Regions from separate parts of the Mus musculus genome. Here all the other regions are linked to region 2. The links are chromatin contacts, called in public HiChIP or PLAC-seq and promoter capture Hi-C maps. All regions are on one chromosome and are shown on one strand. Each heading gives the region's core, a stretch centred on a gene start, on an enhancer-like site or on the middle of the called end of the contact. The rest is flanking DNA. Distances are from core to core; before and after follow the strand shown. Region 1 overlaps Pomp (proteasome maturation protein). Region 2 holds the start of Flt1 (FMS-like tyrosine kinase 1). Region 3 overlaps Flt1 (FMS-like tyrosine kinase 1). Region 4 holds the start of Slc46a3 (solute carrier family 46, member 3).

What was found. HiChIP or PLAC-seq counts read pairs in DNA pulled down with a chosen protein or histone mark. Capture Hi-C pulls out chosen DNA fragments and counts their contacts.
Region 1: a contact with region 2 is called in an H3K27ac HiChIP or PLAC-seq map of microglia, with 6 times the contacts expected there. The contact joins the enhancer-like site here to the promoter of Flt1 in region 2. A contact is called at or near these places in 4 of 39 promoter capture datasets (3T3-L1-derived adipocytes, cranial neural crest, embryonic stem cells and 1 more), 1 of 484 Hi-C or Micro-C datasets (liver), 8 of 115 datasets of contacts at active chromatin or transcription factors (bone marrow-derived macrophages, embryonic limb bud, embryonic stem cells and 2 more) and 2 of 9 other capture datasets (adipose tissue and liver).
Region 3: an HNF4G HiChIP or PLAC-seq map of pancreatic cancer cells shows a contact between it and region 2. The contact joins the enhancer-like site here to the promoter of Flt1 in region 2. A contact is called at or near these places in 1 of 39 promoter capture datasets (the HPC-7 cell line), 3 of 484 Hi-C or Micro-C datasets (differentiating embryonic stem cells, nephron progenitors and pancreatic cancer cells), 3 of 115 datasets of contacts at active chromatin or transcription factors (embryonic stem cells, pancreatic cancer cells and stem cell-derived neural progenitor cells) and 1 of 9 other capture datasets (liver).
Region 4: a contact with region 2 is called in a promoter capture Hi-C map of adipose tissue. The contact joins the promoter of Slc46a3 here to the promoter of Flt1 in region 2. A contact is called at or near these places in 5 of 39 promoter capture datasets (embryonic stem cells, macrophages and stem cell-derived epiblast-like cells), 1 of 484 Hi-C or Micro-C datasets (embryonic stem cells), 4 of 115 datasets of contacts at active chromatin or transcription factors (embryonic stem cells and pancreatic cancer cells) and 2 of 9 other capture datasets (adipose tissue and pancreatic islet).

What each region holds. Positions count from the first base shown.
Region 1 is chr5:147,869,928-147,872,673 of GRCm38.p6, reverse strand. Pomp (proteasome maturation protein) reads right to left here. Exons shown (of 6, transcript NM_025624.3): 5 at 15-108. Among named protein-coding and RNA genes, the nearest start is that of Pomp, 11 kb to the right of the region's middle. Within about 2 kb of position 1,328, at least 56 of the 459 cell types and tissues checked have an H3K27ac peak or open chromatin away from gene starts, as enhancers often do. A contact at or near this core is called in bone marrow-derived macrophages, embryonic stem cells, microglia and 1 more, where this site is marked.
Region 2 is chr5:147,724,589-147,727,288 of GRCm38.p6, reverse strand. Flt1 (FMS-like tyrosine kinase 1) reads left to right here and starts at 1,278. Exons shown (of 30, transcript NM_010228.4): 1 at 1,278-1,618. The coding sequence starts at 1,555.
Region 3 is chr5:147,565,183-147,567,882 of GRCm38.p6, reverse strand. It overlaps Flt1 (FMS-like tyrosine kinase 1), which reads left to right. Exons shown (of 30, transcript NM_010228.4): 29 at 1,389-1,483. Among named protein-coding and RNA genes, the nearest start is that of Gm35383, 93 kb to the left of the region's middle. Within about 2 kb of position 1,327, at least 7 of the 459 cell types and tissues checked have an H3K27ac peak or open chromatin away from gene starts, as enhancers often do. A contact at or near this core is called in pancreatic cancer cells, where this site is marked.
Region 4 is chr5:147,893,384-147,896,083 of GRCm38.p6, reverse strand. It overlaps Slc46a3 (solute carrier family 46, member 3), which reads left to right and starts at 1,269. Exons shown (of 6, transcript NM_027872.4): 1 at 1,269-1,603; 2 at 2,039-2,251. The coding sequence starts at 2,063.

The DNA of each region.
Region 1 (2,746 bases), core at 79-2,578, 150 kb before region 2:
TGAGTGCCACTCACCATTAAGAATATCCTCAAAACCAATGGTCTCATCGTTGCCCCTCAAAATATCCAGTGAGAGGTTTGAGCTCGGGAGAAACGGGAGACGGTGAACCTGGGGAGAAGGGAAGAGAGAGCTGCAGAAGGCTCAGGGAGGCCAACCATGCACTTCGCTCTTTATTTGAAGAATGTATACAACTAAGTAAAACTGTCATTCAGCCAGTGGGAAATAAGAACTCACGTCTTAGGGACAGACCGGGTTTTAAAGTGCACTGATGATGGCGCTGGCGCTGGCACCATAACTTTACCCAGCACATCTGCCAGTGCTTACTACCACCACCTAACCCACCAGGCCCACCTGCGCTTGGGAGCTGCTTCTGTTTGGGGAAACGATAGCACGATGAAAAGCCCACCCCGAGCCCACCTTGCTCCAGCTCAGGGAGACCAAGTTCCAACAGGACCTGGCGAGTAAAGAGTCACTCTCCTCAGCCAAGGACACTGTTGCTGCTCTGCAATGCTTAGCACAGAGGTAAAAAAGGTAACCCTTCCAAACGCAGTGCTAACCGGAAATGCAGACCAAACTCACTCAGGAGGCCTTTAAAGTTACAGTGTCACTGCAGCCAATGTCATGCAATAGACAGGTGTGGACTGGAAACCAAGTGAAACACGGGAAAGGGGCACAGGCTGTGCAGACAGAAACATCTGGAAACATTCATCGTCTGACGATCACAGACCCAGTCATGTGGCTCAGTACAAGTTACCCACCTCAAAGCCCGTGCACAGACAGGGTGGCCACTGCCACTCGAGCTGCAGATCACTTTATACTTTACCAAGAGTTAGGTGGTCAGCAGCAAGTGACACCAAGACGGAAACTAATCCCGTGGTCAGTGTCTGCAGAGGCAGTTACGGGAGACCTCCCCCACTACTCAGTGAGGGGACCCATTCTCAGTTGCCAACAGCCTACGTTATTTAGTCTTTACAATGTGAAAAAAACTTCTCCAGCTGTCATTCAAAACCGAAAAAGGAAGCATGGAGAAGAGAGAAGGAGGAAGACACAGAAATAGAAACGGGAACCTCTAAGCGGAGAAGAGAGCAAAGGGCCCGGGAGAGCATCCGAGGTGGAGAGCATCAGAGGCAGGGCTCGCAAAACCCAAGGACGGGGATCAGGAAAACAAGGACTATACAGGAGCAAAGATTTTCAACAAAATGATATTTAAAAACTCAGACCTTCAGTTTTATTAGCAATATGCAGCTCAAACCAAGGCAAAGACAGAGATGAGGGAGGCTGCGCTCTGTGTCAAACGCCATTTCATGGGAACCTTCAGAGTAACCTGTGCTGTCCTGACTGGCCTTCCGTTTCACACTGGCAAGACCTGAGGGATGACTCACAGTTACCAATGAGCTCTGGCTGTTCTTCCAGGAAAACCAGGCTAGATTCCCAGCACCTACACAGAGGCTAAGGACAGCCTATGAGTCAGGTCCTACCCCCAACCCCTCACACACACACACAATAAGACTAAATAAACCTTAAGCAACAATAAATGTGCTTCAGACTGCTACTCTCGAGTTTTCAGATTAGTGTGAGACTGAGATTTAGATTAGTCTAAAACACTCAAGACTCAGGTCTTCTCATTTGAAGCCATTTTAGAGCTGTACTCTTTTTTTTTTTGTTTTTTTGGTTTTTTGAGACAGGGTTTCTCTGTGTAGCCCTGGCTGTCCTGGAACTCACTCTGTAGACCAGGCTGGCCTCGAACTCAGAAATCCGCCTGCCTCTGCCTCTGCCTCCCGAGTGCTGGGATTAAAGGCGTGCACCACCACGCCCAGCTAGAGTTGTATTCTTGCAAAGAAGTCCTAAAAGTAGCTTCCAGAATCTCACACCTATAAAATCAATGGCACTCATAGCACTGGCTGCAAGACTCAAGGTCTCGCTAGGCCAGAGAACCGATCCTGAGTAGCAGGAAACAAATGCATGGAAGTCTAAAGCAGGAGGCAGATGTTGATCCACCAGGCAGTTGGGCTTTATCTAGAGGGCAAAGTGAGAAGCAGGACACAGTGAGAGGTTTACAGTCACTCTGGGGGAAGGGGGCTGGGTGGCATGGAGATCTGGTAAGAACCAGATCTTTAGGGTGAGGGTGACAAGACAAACACTTCAACGTCCTTAGACAGAAGCCCATTCACCCACAAGGTGAAGGATAATGAGTTATTCTACATACCCCCTGTGAAATCCAAGATGCCTGTGGGCCTTCCAACCAGAAAAACAGGTCAGGAGAGTTAGAGAAAGTCAACAGCACAGAGTACAGGCAGGAAACAGGAGAGAGAACAAAGCTGGCCCCCAACACCACCAGCATCTCAGGTGACAGACAGAAGGAACCACAGAGTTGCAAATGGGTTTCAGAGAGGAAGGGGACACCAATTTAAGGTCTATAAAAATACAGGGAAAAGGGAGAAGCTGGGGTGAGAAAATGTCTGCCCTGCTCAGGAGCAAACCCCGCACAGGCCGGAGCCAGAAGACACTGGCTCAGAGAAGGAAGCAAAGTGACAGACATAGGGAACAATGGCTCCCAGCAGCTCAACCTGTACCAGCAGACAAGTGAGGAAAGATGTGGGGCGAGGCAGATCCCTGGGAGTTCAAGGCCAGCATGTTCTACAAAGCAAGTTCTAGGAGGCCAGTTAAAGTTTCTGGTGAGACAGCCTATCTCAAAACTAATTAGTTAGGGATCGATACAATTTTAAGATGGGATTTGAATGTCTGT
Region 2 (2,700 bases), core at 29-2,528:
GACCATGAAGGAGAAAAGGAATCTCACTTGCCCTGGCTCAGAGGCTCCCGGTGCCCTAGTAGAGCTGCGGGTGGTGGTGGCCCAGACTCTCTTAGGAATGAGGCAACTCAGGTTGCGCAACCTTCCCTACCGGAGGTTTAGTCTAGTCCTTCAGGAAAAGCCTCTGGTCCCATTTAGGAGCCATTTTATCACGGGTATCTGGCAGGTTCTATTGAGGCTATTTTTCAAACCTGCAGTATTTACAGGGACAAGACTGGGCTGCTCCGGGGAGGCCGGGACGACTTCAGCCTTCCAGTTAATGGATGCATAATTGAGGAACAACGTGGAATTAGTGTCATCGTAAATGATCTAGTGTCTCAAGTTAATTTCACCCGTTTTTTGTTCCAAGAACATTCGAGTCAGTCATCTTGGCTAGCCGGCTTCCACCAAAAAGATTTGTTTTCCATCCAGCGTTTCAGACCTAGAGTTCAAGTTCTTGGCCCTTACAAGTTGCAGGAGCGTGTCTCACGCCTTGGCTTTTTTTTTTTTTTTTTTTTTTTTTTTTAAGGTAACATGTTATTCCTTGTTTTGCTTCTAGGAAGCAGAGGGTTGAGGAAATGGCTTGGGCGGGTGCATTAATGCAGCCGAAAAAGACACAGACTCCCTCCCTTGGGACCCGCGCGGCCCCGCGCTCTTTCCGAAGGTGCCTGGCAAGGCGTCCGGTTCCCTCGGACGCTCCGGGTCCAAGTGCCTTAAGCGGAGGGTCTCTGGCGCCTTCCTTCGCTGTCTGGCAACAGTCTGGCGGGGTCAGGGACCGGCGGGACCGCTCGGGAGAGGGCTCGACTGCGCCTCGTTCCTCGGTGCCAGGGACACCGTCGCGGGAGGCGCGGCCAGCTTCCCTAGGATAAGACTTCCCGCCCCGGGGGCAGGGCGGTGCACTTAGACGGTCCCCTCCTCAGTTTCGGGCGGTCACCAGAGCTGAGTAAGCTCGGTGGAGGGAGCTGGGTAAGGATTTCCTGAGAGCGATGGGCAGGAGGGGCTGGGGCAGCAGAGCACAGAGCAAGGACCCTGAACCTGCGAACCTGTCCGGCGACCCGCGCGCCTAGCGCCACCGCACGCGCGCTCTGGCCCCCGGGCTACCCGCCCTCGCCGGCCCCCGCCCCTCCGGGAGGAAGAAGAGGGTAGGTGGGGAGGCGGATGAGGGGTGGGGGACCCCTTGACGTCACTGGAAGGAGGTGCCGGGGTAGGAAGTGGGCTGGGGAAAGGTTATAAATCGCCCCCGCCCTCGGCTGCACTTCAGCGAGGTCCTTGAGAGGCTCGGAGCGCGGTGGCGGACACTCCCGGGAGGTAGTGCTAGTGGTGGTGGCTGCTGCTCGGAGCGGGCTCCGGGACTCAAGCGCAGCGGCTAGCGGACGCGGGACGGCGAGGATCCCCCCACACCACCCCCCTCGGCTGCAGGCGCGGAGAAGGGCTCTCGCGGCGCCAAGCAGAAGCAGGAGGGGACCGGCTCGAGCGGCTGCGCCGTCGGCCTCGGAGAGCGCGGGCACCGGGCCAACAGGCCGCGTCTTGCTCACCATGGTCAGCTGCTGGGACACCGCGGTCTTGCCTTACGCGCTGCTCGGGTGTCTGCTTCTCACAGGTGAGGCGCGCCAGGGACCATGAGTTGGAGTTCGGCGGGGATGGGCAGCCACGGGGTGGTCCGGGGGAAGCGAGCTCCGGCGGGAGCCGGGGACACTTGTAGCAGCGGGTACGCCTCGGGACACACGTCTTCCCCTCCACCCCCCAAGTGGGCGCCGCTGGAAGTTGGCATCACCGCTTAGACTCTCCTTAGCTCCACGCTGGGGTCAGAGCCAGAGTGCCTGCCGGGTGTAGCCGGAGCCGCTAGTCCCCTACCGGGTTCCCGGGTAGGCGCTCACTCCTTAGACTCTGGGAGTGCAGATCACCACACGGGTGGACCTTTCAGCATCCAGAGCCTGCTCCTAGGCTGCAGCAGAGTCCTCAAGGGCTAGTTGGAGCAAGCTAGATGTCAGAGAGGCTGCCCGGGGCTGGACAGAGGTGGGGTCGTTAGCGATGAGCTCGCTCCACCAGAGCAAAGGAGGACGAAATTGGGAGGGGTCCCGTGCCCGCGGCGAGCAGATGGAGCCCAGAGAAGGGCCAGCTCTGACTCCCGTACCCGCTTGGGTCCGTCCGGAGGAAGCTGGGGAACGCACAGTCTGCAGGGTTTCTTCCCAGCAGTTCGCGGAGCGCCGTCTCCCGGGTGGGGCCTCCGCGGTGTGGGGCGGGTGTGCGGTCCAGGTCCTCGGAGTGAGTGAGTGACCCAAAGCGACCCGGCAGCAAGTTTTGGAATTTTAAGCCCTACCTTTAGGTTATGAATCTAGAAGAAAAAACAAAAAAACAAAACCACCTGACAATTTAGACTGAAAGCTGTGGTTTAAGTAGTAGGTGAAGTTTGCGACCTCCTAAATCAGCGTTCTCTAGGATATGAAAAGCGCGGGGCGGGGGGGGGGGGGCGACCGATCAGGGGCCGGCAGATTTTAGGAGCATTTAATGTGGAGACCGTCGTCATCCAAGGGTCAAAAAGCTGGAGGGACCTCGGGAACTCTAACTCCAGGTCTGCAGGCGGGAGGTCCCTTTGCGCAGAGACGCATACCAGAGCGTCTTTATTTAAACCAGCGTGGTTGGGAAAGAAGATAGAGACTAAAGAGTCAGGTAGAATAGTAG
Region 3 (2,700 bases), core at 78-2,577, 160 kb after region 2:
CTCACAGCCACCTGTAAGTCTAGTTCCAGGAGACAGGAAGCCCTAGTCTTAAGTGCCAGACATACATGCAAGTGCACACACATAAAAGATAAATATGACCTGAACCTCATAGACACACACGATAAAGGGTCACAGTGACTTCAAAATATAAAGGCATCTCCATTGTAAGTGGTAGGATGCAGTCCATGATAATGTAGTTAGAAATTTTGTGCTGTGGCTCAGTAGGGTGGTTCAAGTTCCAGGAATAACACTGAGTGAACCTCAGAATTTCTCTGGGTTAGGCTACCCCTAAAGTGGGGCAGACGATGACAGCACCTTGGCCGCCCTGGGTCCTCACCGGTGTTCAAATGGCCCAGGAAGAGCCTCAGAGGGAGGGAGGAACCAAGTGTGGAGTCCCCTCCACGTCAGCAGTAACAGTACTGAAGGACAGGTGGAAAATTCCATGATGGGGATGACTGGACCACAGCTCCTAGAAACTATGGCAAATAGGGCATATGCATATGCAAGCATGCATATGCAAACATGCATATGCAAATGTGCATCTAAAATATGTACACATGGCAGATGCCAGAGACTCTCCAAGAGAAAATTATTCAACCACATCTATAATTTCCTTGAAATCTTACGTGCAATAGTATACTCATAGCCAGACACCAAGCTTTGTTTTAACATATATGATAATTTGCATATATGATAATTTAACATATGATAATTTGCATGAAAATTTCACACGGAAAATACCAAGCAGTTACATGCAATTTTCCATTGCATGTATGTGTGTGTATGTCTACGTGCATGCTGTGTGCACCTCTGTGCATATGTGCCTGCCCCCCAATATATGTGTGGAATCCATTGGCCAAGGTTGGGTGTCTTTCTCAATTGTTCATCTTACTGGGGTTGTGGTTGATTAATTGGTTTGTTTTTAAAGACAGGATCTTTCAAGGAACCTGGAGCTCACAGTTGAGCTAGAGTAGCTGGCCAGCAAGCTCCAGGCCGTGCCTGTCTCCATCCCCACCTCCTGCCCCCAGGGCTGGGATGACAGACCTGAGTCACAATGCCTGCCTTTTATGAGAACTCTGAGGTTCTCATGTGTGCCCCGTAAGCACTTAATCCACTGAGCCATCTCCTCAGACCCTGCAATTCCTTCTTATTTTCTTCACCTTCTGGAAGGAGGGTGGTAAAGTTGCCCACGACAGGCACTGTTTTGTCTCTGACGAGCTCACCGATGTCAGTACAAGGAACAGGCACGGTGCTGACAGGCGGGGGGCTGTGTTTGCTGAGGGCAGCACTGGGCCACACCTCAGTGGTGCCTCCCAGTGTCTTCCCAGAGTCACTGTGGAGCCTGCTTGGCCAAGCAAATGAATCATCTTTCTCTCCTCATCCCACAGGACTATCAGCTGGACACTAGCACTCTGCTGGGCTCCCCCTTGCTGAAGCGGTTCACCTGGACTGAGACCAAGCCCAAGGCCTCCATGAAGATAGAGTAAGGAAGCCAGATAGGGGTGGGGGAGGAGGATGCCAGGGACGGTGGGATGCTTGGTGGGTGGGTGTTTAAGGCTACCTGGCCTCCTAGTGTTCAGGCATGGCAGAAAAGCAACCACCCCACACCCAGGGATGAGAAGAGGGGTCACAATATTAGGCATATGAACCCCAGGCTCTGTGACAAGGAAGACTGGGGCTTCGTGTAACAGGCAGGCTGAGCCTGAGAAATATGGGGCCTTGATGGAAAGGAGCCAGGTGTGTCCAGCTGTGAAGGACGATTTGGGACGTGTCCACAGACTCACGAGACAACACGTCCCGTTTCTGGTCCCTGGGCTAGCAAGGGAACACAGTCCTGTCTGTAACCCTGAGAATTCAAACTTCTACAATCAGGATTGTCTGCATCCTGCTGCATCCATTACCCACGTCTCACTTGTAGATGTTTCCACAATCCCCTGCGGCTTGATCCGTCAGGCAGTTCTTCCTTCCGTTCTGCATCATTTCGGAATCGCTGGGCTCCGGCTGTACAGTGGACTGGTAGAGATGACCTCAGTGGTTCTCTAAGCCGAAGGCCACCCAAGCCTGGCCACTTACCTTCCTACCTACCTTTCCTGGCTCAAATGCCTGGCTCTCGGGTCTAGCAATGAAGAGCACTGACTGCTCTTGCAGGGGACGCCTTCTTCTGCTGTCTGGAAGCACTAGGCACACATGGGGGACACACAGATACAGGCTAACAAAACACCCATACACGCAACAACAAACCAGATGGCCAGCCCACGTGCTGCAGTTGATTGAGCTGTGACTGGACTCAAACTTTCCAGCAGGCCACTGGAAAGACGGGCACTCCCGGGCAAACATTTACCTTTTCCCTGTGATGCAGTCTCAGAAGTAGGCCTTGGTGTTGAAGTTCCAAATTAATGGACCCCAATCTCCACAAAGGAAAGGGTAGCTAGCCAATCTTTTGTATCTTATTAAGGAGTGTGTGGGAGGAAAAGAGTGGGTTTTTGTTGTTGTTTTTGGTTTTGTTTTGTTTTTTTTAACTTGCTCTTTGATGAGGAAAAGATAAACCCTAATTTATATCCTCTACCCTGCAATTAAAGATTAAGACCAGAGCCAGGCCTGTCCAGGCTGGTCTACCCCATGTGGCTCATGGATTTCTCTCCATCCCAGCTCTCACTAATCTAGTGATTCTAACCCAATATTACAGGCTAGGAGATGCCT
Region 4 (2,700 bases), core at 20-2,519, 170 kb before region 2:
CGATGTTGAGAGTTACTTCCTCAATTCTCTCTGTGGCTATCTAGAGTCATCAGATCGCCTTCTCTCCAGTACAGAATATCCTTTTCTGCTAGTCAGCTCCTTTAGCCGCCCTTCCCACTCTGAAGCTGTTCCAGATCTGCCTCGAGAGAGGGTGGTTCAGTGGTTAGGAGCATTGCACCAGTACTCTCATCTGGGCAAAAATAGCCCATAGTCTGGAGTGTTACTCCTTTATCAATAAGGCTCTGGCCCACATCTGACCTTGATCTCTAGATAAGAGTAAGAGGCGCATTTGCAGGATTGTCCCCCACTTCCTGACGCAACCACTCCAGCCTAAGGTCTTCCTTTTTTGGACGGGTCCCCAAATCACAGAACTCTCAGCTTGCTTCTCTTCCTCAGGAAGTAACCCCCTATCAGCTGCAGGTGTGCTCCAGCTGTGCGCGTTGGCGGCCATTAGCGGCGGTCCTACTGTCTAGGGTGTTGCCATGGCTTTGTGAGACTTACTTACATCTTCTCAACAGAGAAAGAGCCGACTTTCAGAGAGATTTAACAATCCCCTCCCCCGCAACTCAGCAGGGGTGGCTGGAGAGAAGCTCACTAATGAAGAACACTTACTGCTCTGGGTTCCGTTTCTACGCTCTCAGGGCAGCTCACAACTGCCTGTAACACAAATTCTAGCACCATTTTCTGACCTCTGCTCGGCGTGGGCATACACATAAAATAAATGACTACGTAAAATGTAGTGAATATTTCGTTTAAATTTTCCCAAGGCCAACAACTCCCCTACTCGGAACTCTTCTCCTCTCATGAACTTTCAGTGTCTTCTCTCTCACATTGCTTGTGCAGACGCTTGCTGGGTCCACCGGAATGCTGCAGTGAACTGCAACCCTAGCGTATGACGTTTCCAACCACTTATTATTATCATCATTATTATCATTATTATTATTATCATTATCTGCTTTGGACAGGAGTCTTGTTATATCGTTGGGCTAGTCTCGAACTCTCGATCCAGATACCTATGACTCCACGGCGCTTCAGCGAAAACCAATAATCCTATCCAGATACGCTTAGCAGAACCTTCGCAGAGCTGCCGGGATCACCCAACTTGCCCAGCAACTCGGGGAGATTCAGCCGCTGAACCTTCGGGGGCGGGTGCAAGAGAATGACACTGCGCTAGACCAATCGCTACGGGGGCGCCGGCCGCCATACCCAATCACAAGCGAGCTAGGGAAGCGGGTGACAGCTCCGGCCGAAGATTGCCAGCTCTTGGCAGAGTGATGATGCTCGGCGGCCGAGTCACCACTAGGGCCCAAAGACCAAGAGTGCGGCGGCGCGGGGAGCGGCGGGGACTGAGTCCAGGGCCAACAGAGTCCGGGAGGTGCGCTTATTTCTCTTTGCCTTCTAACAGGGCTCGAGTGTCCCGTCCCAAGGGACGTCCCCCTGTTGCGGTCTAGCTCCACCTCGCTGCCCCTTCCTTTGGCTCTTCCCAGCTGGCGAACCGTGCTGAAAACCCGGGGGCGCTACGCCCCGCACTGGGTAACGGAGAACACAGTCCCGACTACGGTCCCACCTGTGCCTAGCCTAGCAGGAAAACTGTAACCGTGGGGTGAGTTTTAAAAACGAAAACAGAAACTAAACTCCCCTTCCGATCGGGAGCTGCTTTTTACAAGGCCCTTAACCTGCAGCCAAAATAATAGTAATTACATAACCTCCGGGTCCCCGGGTAACTTCATTGTTTACCTTATGGGAACCGGCCGGTGCTGTTCTGCTCAGCACTGTGAGCATTAGCTAAGCGGAGTCGGGGGCGGAGGTTGACTTAGTCCCTGCTCCTCGGAGAGAACTAGGGTACCCTCTCCCGGCAAGGGCACTCTCTCAGAAATCTGGAACTCTTTTTGCTTGCTAATGTTTGTTTATGACACATTGTTCCAACTTCCCCACTTTTGAGAATTTAGCCTCTGGGATAAAAAATCAACTGATGATTTCTATCCCCCCCCCCCACACTCGCCCCGTTTCTCTCCTCCCGCTTCCCGCTCTGCAATAGACTCGATCTGCCCACTTGAGCAATATGAAGATTTCATTCATAGAGCCCGCCATTCTCCTGAACGCGTTTGCTATGACTCTGACCATCCCGCTGACAGCGCAGTACGTGTACCGGAGGATCTGGGAGGAAACCGGTAACTACACCTTTGCTTCCAATAGCAATGGCTCTGAGTGTGACCAAAACAAAAGCAGCTCCATCTTTGCATTCCGGGAGGTAAGAAATTAAAATTAAAACCTCCCATCCTGGAGTCACAGGGAATGGAAACAGGTTCCAAACCAAAGAGGCTCTCCAAGGTGTGACCACACACACACACACACACACACACACACACACACACACACACTGAAATTAAGCCACCTTCTCTCTGTTCCTATTTCGGTTAATAGTTCCTCTTGACACCTTTAATCTGGCTCTTTCTAACTCTCTAAGGCACCTCCACTCCTGTCCCCAATCCCCACCCACCTTGTGGGACCAACTCTTTTATCCTTAGGAAATCTCACTACAATCTCACCCACTCTTCCTTGGTCTCTTGAATAACAAAAGTCCAGAAAAACTGACCAGAGTCAGCTGCCTCCCATGGGGGCGGGGCAGCAATTGTTGAGGTCTGGAGGCAGCCTTAGATAAGATAAACTGGGCTCCCTGGAGTTGAGTCCTGCATCCAC